2 separate regions of the Pan troglodytes genome follow, and region 2 is linked to region 1. A link is a contact called in public Hi-C data. All regions are on one chromosome and are shown on one strand. Each heading gives the region's core, a stretch centred on a gene start, on an enhancer-like site or on the middle of the called end of the contact. The rest is flanking DNA. Distances are from core to core; before and after follow the strand shown.

Region 1 (5,140 bases), core at 1,767-4,266:
GGGCGGATCTTTTGTCCTTTCCTTCTCCTTCCTGCAGCCTGGAACTCAAACGAGAAGGCCCGGGCTCTGGCAGCCACCTTTGGCTATGGAGTAATCTTGAGACACAGACACATGCAGGAAACTTTAGTATTAAAGTAGGAGAAGCCCCGTTCTTCTCTGACTTCATAGAGCCCTTGCACTTTATGGTAGCCTGGTTGCTTCCTTCTGGACTTTTTCTGACAGGAGAGGAATTAAACACCTGTCTTACCTAAGCCAGTATTATGTTGAATTTTCTGTTACATGCGGCCAAACTTAATCTTTACATTAATGCTACAACATTAATGAAACTGCTAGGAGAAGCTGCCTTGCCAGGCTCCCCGGTGGCTGCCATCACATCCAGCACCCGGTTTCTCAAACTTCCCCACACCCACCACAGAAAAGCAAGAACTAGGTACAGTATCTGGCATGCTGTAGGTGCTGATGGTCATGGAATTCAGTCTCTCTGGTGTATTTTAAGTTGCCATTCAAAAATAAAGCACTCAGGTAATATAAGTGAATTTTGATTAAATTACAAGTAACAATTCCTATTCGGGTTGATAGAGCTCTTTCTTTAAAAAGGCTGAATTTTATCTCCTTTTATAGAATTAAAGTTTTTACTTTTCATTTGTGATGAGCTGAATTTTCAGGCTGATGAAATAAGTCGCTGATATTTGCCACACAGGACTTAATCAAAAAGAAGCTTAGGTTTCAGTGGTGGGTTTCCTTTTTGGGCATGGACCGTGGTTTTATAGTGGAAAGCTTTGTAGCTTGGCTCACACTGATGTCCTGCTGCTCCTCACATGTGCGTCTTATCTTGGAGGCTGGGCTCCTCCGTAGGTTCTCCTGCCGACAAGCGAGACAGAAAGGAGGCGGCAGCTGGGGGAACTCAGCCTTCCTTCCCACCACACCTGCACCTTGCTGAGCCACTGCTCCCAAGACGAGGCACAGAATTCCCAGAGCAGCCTGGCTTCAACCTACTCATGTGGTGTTCTTTAAATAAAAAAAAAAAAAAACTTCTGGCAAATCGTGGTGGCTCACGCTTGTAATCCCAACACTTTGGGAGGCTGATGAAGGTGGATTGCTTCAGCCTGGGAAGGAGTTCCAGGCCAGCCTGGGCAACATGGTGAAACCCTGTCTCTATAAAAGAAGTTCAAAAGTAATCCAGGTGTGTTGGCATATGCCTATAGTCCCTGCTACTCGGGAGGCCGAGATGGGAGAATCATCTGAGCCTGGCAGTTTGATGCTGCAGTGAGCCAAATTGTGCCACTGCACTCCAGCTGGAGCAAGAGAGCAAGATCTGTCTCAAAAAAAAAAAAAAAGAAGAAGAATTTTCTTATATCACTAGTTTTCTTGCATGGCGTATGAGTTCCCGTCCACTCTGTAAGCCTTTATAAGTGTTAAGGTGGGATCCAAGTATAAGCTCTGAGTTACTGTCTCATTCTCCCCCGTTCACTTACAGATGACATTCTCGCAGACCAGACCAGCAAGTCTCCTTGCCCAAGGCCATACAGGCAGGAACCGCCAGGCAGCCCGTCCAGTGTCCCAGCCGAGCCCTCCTGGGAGGTTCCTGTGTGCTGGACACATGCCTGGCTGGCTATTACCTGTGTAGTTTATCCAGTGGTTACACTGACTGGAAGTGGTCTTTCTGGAGACGACATTGACTTTGAAATTACTTGCATTATCCAGTGATCAGCTCTGGTCATTGTGATCCTTTCCAAGCCATACATAATTTTGGGTTTTGCTGTGGCTGCTGACCAGCATCTCTGTTTAAGAGACTGAGCTTTGTGCTAGAGATTCTAGTTTTGATGCGTTTCCTAGGCACGCCCACTTCTCCAGTAGAAAGCTAGGAGTGAGTCCCTCACCTAGCTGATCCTTGTGAAGATAAACAGTTCTCTCCATTTGTGTTTAGTGACAAGTATGTTCGTTAAAATATCACGAAGCCTTCACAAGATGTTCTACTAACTAGTTCGAGACACAGCTTGTATACTGTGCACTGAATGAGTTTGCATAGGTTGTTACATAGATTATCATACACCTATAATAAATAGAGTGTGGAAAACACTGCTAAAAAGTTTCAATGAGGACCAGGTGCAGTGGCTCACACTTGTCATCCCAGCACTTCGGGAGGCTGAGGCAGGAGGATCGCTTGAGCCCAGGAATTCAAGGCTGCAGTGAGCTATGATTACACCACTGTACTCTAGCCTGGGCAACAGTGATACTCTGTCTCAAAAAAAATAAAAATAAAAATTCATTGAGTTTAAGAGGGGTTTTTTGTATGGTTACAAAAAAAAGCAGTTTAATTCCTTTACTCTTATGAGCCATTTATTTGGTTCTTCAAACATGTAGAGGCCAAAAAGGCACTGTTTCTTTAGGTTAAAAAAATGGGCAAAAAATCTGATTTTACATTTCTTTTCTCAAAAATTATTCACTAATTATTAACAGCAAATGCTGCGTCTCCTGGAGTCACCAGGCGCCGAGCGTTGTGTGTGTTTCACCCGCGTGGCATTTTCATTCTCATTTCATGTATTTGAAAGCTGGGGCTCCGTACAGTTATGACATTGACCCAGAGTCACTCAGATTGCAAATGACAGAGCCAGGGTGTGAACCCAGATAGGTCAGCCTCAGCCTGAGTGTCTCTAACTCTTCAGGTTAACAGCCTTCTCCGGATACCAAAGCAGCACTAAACCATCTATTCAGCTGTGCGGGCACCTGTGTGGGATAGAAGGGGCTGAGGGATCCTGCTGCCACATTGATAACTATCGCTGGAACCAGGGTCTGAAACCGAGTCAGACTGACCCTGAAACCTATTTGCCTGACCATTTTACTCCCACACCTCGGGCTATCTTGTAAAGGAAGGGTTAAAGAATACATGATGCAACCTCCTGAAACAGGCAGCCTAGGAACTTTGACCCACACACTCAGCCCCGATCTCTGTGGCCACCTCTGTGATCCAGACGGCCGCTTGGGGACAGCAGAGGCTCAGGGGCAGTGAAAAGCAGTACCGGGGCTGGAGATGAAAGAGCCAATTCTCCATTCTTCTGTGAGTCCCCGGAGATGAACACTGTGAACTTGTTCCCAGTCTCTGTGTCTCGTGCCAGCAGCCCTCCCCTCCCCCTTCCAAGGACAAGTCCACCCCCGGAGGATTTGCCCCTGGAAATGGGTCCTCATGGACAGGGGAGAATCAGAGATTATTTGCTTGAGGTGGCAAAAAAAAAAAAATACAGACACATCTCCGGCCAACCCTTTTTATAGATGTATTTTTGTTTTTTACAAACCAAATAGCAGAGTTTGATTATTAGTACGGTAGTTTGGGGTTTTTTCTCATCATTAACAACTTAGTTACTATAAATGTGTTTTAACTCACGGGGAAAAAGTCCAGCATACCATAAAACCTGAGTCCCACCCAGCCAGCTCGGAATGGAAGGCTTCCAAGGCCCGGGAGGCGCTCTCTATCAAGTTGCTGATTCGGGAGATAGCAGTGAATCGGGGTTCCACCACGCCCCCAGAATACTATTCACAGCAGCTTTGTCATTGACCGTTCTCCCTTTTGGACGAGATCTGAAACTTCCAATCACTTCCGATCCTAATAGCGTTACCTCTCTTAGGTAGGGTGTAAGGATTCTTAGTCAAATTTCAACTCAAGTAGGTTACCTAGGAACATTCTTAGGGCTTAACCTACTTAGTTCTTCTTGCGGTTTCAGTTGAAAGTGATAGACTCTTCCAGGCTCTTTGTGTTCCACTGTCCGGTGGTGAAATCACTGCTATCTCTCCCTCCTTAGAGAGCCCACTGCTTCCCACCAATGAGTTCAGTAATTTTTCTTGCCCATTTCCGCAAATTTGTGTTCATAAAATCAGCTGATGGATGAAAGTTACTGAAGAAATTGCTAACAATTTCGAGGCTTTCCTTAAATTGATAGTTTGTTTTACTTTATTCTAGTTCTCAGTGGAAACAAAAGGCAAGAATGATCTTTGGAATATTCTGTTTACAAAATCAACCCAAACAAGATATAGATGAGACTCATTGTCTTCCTCCAGAATAACAATCGCCTTTAATTTCTGTGCTGCTGAAACAGTCACAAGAGTCATGATAGATCCAGAAAGAGACCCTTGGTGCTTCATGTGGTATCTTTCTTTAGTACGGGTCTCTTTTACATTCAGCAGGTTTCATTAGAAAAAAGAATTTCAAAGTATTTCATTAACAAAATTGAGAAAATGCGTATTTAAACATTGACATCCTTATGAAAGAGTAATTTGTTACATAAATGTGGCATTTTCACCTATGTTACCTCATTCAATCTTCAGAACTAATCTTAAGTTGCAATTTCACAATTTTATAGACAAGGAAATGGAAACTCATAGATGTTAATTCACTCGTTCCGGGCCACGGAGGTGTACTTTTTAGAGCATAGTCTTATTTAATGGTCTTGACTCTAAGTCCAAAATAGAGGCCTCCACTTTGCTGAGCACCAAAAGAGCGGGAGATGAGTCAGTGTGTGAGTCCCAAGAGGAAGAGAATCTGCGGGTCCTTAGCAGTTAAGGAAGCGTCATGAAACATTTCTTGAAGAATGGATAGGATTTAAATAGTTTAGAAGATGCCGTCTTGAAACTATGTGGGTGATCCAGGTTGCATGAGCAACAAATATTTGTTGGACAATTGAAGAGTGAATGAATGAGGACGGAGGGTGTCTGAGATCAGGAAAATGATCTGGGAAGGTATGAAGGCAAACATTCCCACGACGTGTTCAGGGAACAATGACTAGGAGCCACTGGCTCTAAGAGAGTGTCCATCTGGACAAGTAGAGAGAGATGGACTGCCATGGGTGCTCTGGGGGCTCGAAGGGCATGGAAGGGCATGGAAGGCCAGGCTAAAAAGTGTTGATTTTGCCTTACAGATTAGGTCAGGTCTTCATTGCTTTTGACTAAGGAACTTTATCCTGAAGACAAGATCATGGGAAATCATTGACAACTTGTAGGACATGATATGACCAAACTCAGTGTTTTAGAAAGATGAGCAGGGAGTGAAGCACAAAACAGATGAAGAGTGTGTGTTGACTCTGGTTTTAGGAACTCACCCTGTGCCTCTCTAAAGCTTCTGTCAGCTCTTCCCATCAGTGGGAAGCAG
Region 2 (5,140 bases), core at 1,221-3,720, 230 kb after region 1:
CTATGGGTCAAAAATGGTGGAATATTGTCATAAAATTCAACCTGATTTAAAGGATAGGGCAAGAAAAAAAAGCAAAAAAAAAAAAAAGCTTTAGAATAAAATATAATTGGATTATAATTCCAGACACAGGACTCACTAGCTATATTCTTGGGCATGTTACTTAACTTCATCTTTCTTGGGTTTCCCCTTATTTGTAAAATGGGGATAACAGTCTAACCTAAGCCCAAGTTGTACTGATGATTAAACGAGATATGCATGTAGGGCATTCAGCATAGTGCCTAGGAGCTTAATAAATAAGCAGGCCATTAAGAAGGGGATTGCATCTTTTACACTAGCAGCATCAAAACCTTGATTTTGATTTTTCTAGGTACTGAAACAGCCTTTATTACTTAGAGACCATAGCTTTTTTGCAAGTTACTATTCCCTGCATTTAGAAAGTTCATCTTTAAACAGGCAATTCAGTAAGTAAATATTCTATGGCTCTAAAACAGATACGGCTGTTGGAGACTTTAAAACATCTGACAGTTACATTTTTAATGTTGTCTACCAAGGCTATTACATTTCCTCTGTCAAAGTAACTTAATTTTAAAAACGAACTCTGTGCTTGTTAAACGAAAAGGCCAGAAGCTACTGGCTACTCAGCGTTCATTTGAAATTCTTATAGTGCCTTCAGTACAATTCAAACTTAGAGGTGATTCTCAGAATTCGTGTGAAGCAACATTTTACAAAAAAAATCACCTACATTCACTGTTAAGTCAGAAGACAGAATGATTAACAAAATCTCAGCCGCGAATTACTCTCACGATGGCCAACTGGATATTAAATAACTTTGCATTATTTTAATGGAATGTTATAAAGGATTTGCAACAAAATGCAGACGTAGATTTAGGGACTGCCGACTTCTATAGATCAAGGACTTCATTGGTGCAGCTGAGGAAATTCTTCCAAACAAGTCTAAATGTTGGAAATCCACCAAACTGCAGAGAAAGACCTCTTGCCTCCGTATTCTTTCTTCATCTGTAAAAATGTTGACTTCTGCTTTTCAGACTACGCGCACAGGCTCTTTATTTCCTACTGCGGCTTCATTCCCTCACGGAACACTGACGCCATCGCGAAGGAAGCATTTCGAGCACGACTGACGCTCCCCTTATTATTTGCTAAGCCGCTGCGCTCGGGTCTGGCTACGATTTGCTTTCGGAATAACGGGAAGGTGCAACAAGATCGCTTCCCTAGAGGCGCGTCGCCCGCGTGGCCCGGACCCCCCACGCCCGCCCGCCGCCCCGTGGGTGCGCACGCGTGTCCGCGCAGGCTTCCCGCCTGGCGAGTGCAAGGCTCCTCTCCGCCGTGCTGCTTTCCAGCCTCTCAGATCACGAACACCGAAAGAAGCCACGGCGGCGACGGGAGGGGCGTCGCGCGTGCTTCCCTCGGCGACAAAGCGGGAGCCGGGCGCGCCGGCCGAGGGCGCCCGGCGCAGAGTCCCGCAGAGGCGGACGCCGCGGCACGCGCCTCGAAAAGCCTCAAACTCTTATCCTCGGCTCTCCCGCACCACCTCCGCCCCGCAGCCAAGACCCGCGCCGTGGCGGGCCCGACGGCCAACGAAAGCCCACCAGCCCTCCGCACCGTGGGCGACGGGCCAAGACCCGGCCCTAAACGGCCAGACCCAGCCCCTAGTCGGCTGCCGCCCCCGCCCCCGCCCCACGCAGGCGCGCTCCGGGGCCCTCCCCTCCCCCACCGCGCGCACGCGGAGCCCGACGGGGGCGGAGCGACCCTCGGAAGGGGCGTGGCGACCGGGCTCGACGCGCGCACGCGCTCTGGAGCCCCACGGCTACGTGTCGGGCCACGTGATGCCCACCCCGAAAGTCCCCCGTGAAGCAACAGGACGTTAAAAAAAAATTTCTCTTCTGCGGGGTGGATAAGAGGTTCTGAAAAAACTATAGTAACGGGAGGCGAGGCGGAGGCAGCGCTGGCGCGTCCCGCTGGAATTCCTCTCGCCTGCCGCGCCAGCCCCGACCGCGCCCGCAGCCCCACCCGCCCCGTGCCGTGGAAAGCCCCGCGCCCCCCCCCGCGGCCGTCGGCCCCGCAGCCCACACCCACCCGCCCCGGGCGCCCCGCACGGCGGCGACCCAGTCCCTGCGCCCAGGCCCGCCGAGCGCCGCAGTCCGTCACGCTCCCGTTGCCCCCGTCGCCCGCCCCGCCGGGGAGGCAGGGAGGAGGGGGCGCGGCGCCGGCGGCTGCCCAGGTCGGGGGGCGGCGGGCAGCGGGAGCGCGCCGGCCGGGACCCGCTAACGGCCGCCGGCCCCGCCCGCCGCCCGCCCCCGGCCCTCCCCGCGCCGCTGCCCCTCCCCCCGCCGCCGCCGCTGCTGCCGCCGCCGCTGGCAGCGCCGCCTGAACTGAGGCGAACTCCGCCGCCAAGTGAGTGAGGAGGAGGAGGAGGAGGAGGAGGAGAAGGAGGAGGAGGAAGAGGAGGAGCGCAGTCGGAGCGCGGCGGCAGCGGCAGAGGCGCCGCGGCGGGGACCAGCCCAGAGAGACCCCCCGAGCCCGCGGCACAGGCGGCGGCGGCGCTGAGCGGGCTCGACCAGCCGAGCGAGCGGCGGCCCCGGCTCCTCCTCGTCCGGCGCCAGCAGCCCGCGCCCCGCGCCCGCACTCGGCCAGCCGAGACCCGCCTCCCGCCAGCCCGCCGGCCTCGTGAGGGACGCGCCGAGCCGGGCGGCCGAGAGCGGCGGCGGCTGGGAGCGCGTCGGGCCCGGGCGGAAAGTGCCTGCGGGGGGCGGGCGAGCGCGCGGTGCCGGCCGCCCCGGGGCTCGGCGCGGGAGCCAGAGCGGGAGCCGGCGCGGATTGGGACGCCGGGTCCCGAGCGGCCCGCGGCCGGGGCTCGCCCCCGCCCCTCCCTCCTCTCCGGCGGCGGCGGCGGCGGCGGCGGCGGGCGGAGTGAGCTGCGGAGCCTGGAATATGGTCGGGGAAATGGAAACGAAGGAGAAGCCGAAGCCCACCCCAGATTACCTGATGCAGCTGATGAACGACAAGAAGCTCATGAGCAGCCTGCCCAACTTCTGCGGGATCTTCAACCACCTCGAGCGGCTGCTGGACGAAGGTGAGCGTCTCCAGGGCCCCGGCCCCGGCCCGACCCCCGCCGGGGCGGCCCCTTTCCCCGCTTGGGATGGTGGGGAGGGCGGGAAGGTCACGGCCGGGCGGGACCGAGCGCCGGGGGGACTGGGAGGCCCGGAGGGCGCACAAAGGAGGTGCCGGGCCGGGCTTGCGGCGGGCGGGCGGGCCGGGGTGGACCCGCCGGTGCCGGACGCCCCCTGCCCGGCCGGGACCCCGCGCCGCTGGCGTCCAAGTTTGCGCGCTGCGGAGGGCTGCGGGGTGAGCCCTGCGGCCCCTCTAGCTTTGGCGGTCACATTTCCGAGAGGTCGGCGGGGGCTGCGCGGACTCGGTGGTCCTCGCCGAGCCCTCCCGAGAGCAGGCCCACGCCGCGCCGCCGGCCTGGAGGACGCGTGTCCCCGGCGCGGGCCCCGCTCCTCCGCTCGGCCTCCCGAGCCTGCTTTGCGCGGACCCCCACCGCCCCGCGTTCGGGATCTCTCCCCTCCCGTGAGGACTAAAGCGGGGTTTCGTGGTTGGGGAGTTGGTGCAGCTGTTAAACACTAAGTGGAAGTCAGTGTGGGGCTCGTTAGTTTAAAGAAATTCCGTAGGAGACCGAAATTATGCTGGCGTAGCCGACAAGGAGGACTAAGTGACGGCGAAAAGCACTTTTTTCCCTTTTGTTTGGGGAAGCGAGAACTGTTAGGGAGTTGAACTTCACTTTTCGGGGGTGGGGGTGGGGGGTGGAGTGCGAAATAACGCGATGACAGATCGGAGCGCAGCCTGAGTTAGAAGAACTTGGGCGGAGGGTTTGCTGCCGGGGACGCAGCCGCCTGAGTTTGTAGGACAGGGTTTCGAGACGTTTGGAAAGGGCGAAATAAAATTGAGCCAAAGTTTCCAAAAAGCTGTATGGAGCGCTGCGGGGAGTGAAGAATGACAAGAAGATTAATGTTGACCAACTCTGGAATTTCCTTAAGAAGTTCTCATAGCAGTACCTGAAGTATTAATTTCTAGTAGCTGTGGGTTTCTGTGGACGCCTAGAGAAAAGAAAGACCACAAAAAAAGTCTGTTTCGAAAATCGACTAGCCAGGAGTTGTTTTTTTTTTTTTTTTTTTTTTCTGCTTAGAGGCACCACCGGAGGACTGTGTAAAGGAAACTGAAAACTACAGGTTGAAGAGATGAACGATGGAGTTTAGATTTTTCGCAAGAATTTCGAGATTTTAAAAATAGAGTCGGGGAACAGGAGTTTGAAGCTTGGGGAGTTGGAATGTCACTAGAGAACAAAAGGCCGGAAATGTTTCCATGATAAAAAATGGTTAAAGAAAAATCTCAGGAGTTCTGTTGTCTTCAAAGTCATAGAAACAACCTAAAAGTAGAAAATGGTTAGGTGTTACGGCTTTCTCGTCGTTTTGCTTCCGTATGTTAAACATACAGCACTCACCAACATTGAAATGGGCATTTTCCACTGTTGGAACAGCAAATCTGTTAATTTCAAGTTGCTTCAGAGAAAACCTGAGCTGTCCCTTTAAGGGGTTCTGCTTTTCCTATTTGTGTTGGCATTTGAAAGATTGTGGAGGCAGAAAACTTTCTGGAATGTCAAAAAAAAAAAAAAAAAAAATGCTGGAACTCTTAAATTGAGTATTTCCAAATGTGAGCGCTAAGGGGCGCCAGTTATTTTTTAACCATGGAAATGGTTGGAACAAAATGTGTAACATACTCAATCTGACTGACCTGTATTAAATTTAGTTGAAACTTAAGTTGTAGATTATTTGATTTGTCATAATGTGTTTATATAGTGTTTTCGAACATTGAAAATACTTTCCTTAAAATTATTGGCACAACTTTATGACGTTTCAAAATAACACTCTTACTGTCTTCTCCTTGGCATATTTTGGTTAAGTTAAAGTTTTAGTAGTATTAGTAACAATTTCTGGTGAAAGTTTTTTTTCTTGAGTGCAGTTGTTTAGAAGGAATCCTTTATCGATGATAAAATGAAAATAGGCCTTGGCAATATTTAGGGTTAATTAAAATTAAATTGCATTCCTGAAATGTCGAATTCAAA

What was found. Hi-C and Micro-C count contacts between places; a contact is called where the count stands out from the background.
Region 2: a Hi-C map of stem cell-derived neural progenitor cells shows a contact between it and region 1, with 4 times the contacts expected there. The contact joins the promoter of QKI here to the enhancer-like site in region 1. A contact is called at or near these places in 2 of 7 Hi-C or Micro-C datasets (induced pluripotent stem cells and stem cell-derived neural progenitor cells), 1 of 1 datasets of contacts at active chromatin or transcription factors (stem cell-derived excitatory neurons) and 1 of 1 other capture datasets (stem cell-derived neural stem cells).

What each region holds. Positions count from the first base shown.
Region 1 is chr5:175,265,280-175,270,419 of NHGRI_mPanTro3-v2.0_pri, forward strand. All of the region lies in intron 5 of PACRG (parkin coregulated), which reads left to right. It overlaps LOC129144418 (a long non-coding RNA gene), which reads right to left. Exons shown (of 2, transcript XR_008548857.2): 2 at 4,051-5,140. Among named protein-coding and RNA genes, the nearest start is that of QKI, 230 kb to the right of the region's middle. Within about 2 kb of position 3,017, at least 6 of the 24 cell types and tissues checked have an H3K27ac peak or open chromatin away from gene starts, as enhancers often do. A contact at or near this core is called in stem cell-derived neural progenitor cells, where this site is marked.
Region 2 is chr5:175,498,454-175,503,593 of NHGRI_mPanTro3-v2.0_pri, forward strand. QKI (QKI, KH domain containing RNA binding) reads left to right here and starts at 2,471. Exons shown (of 8, transcript XM_016956760.4): 1 at 2,471-3,091. The coding sequence starts at 2,950.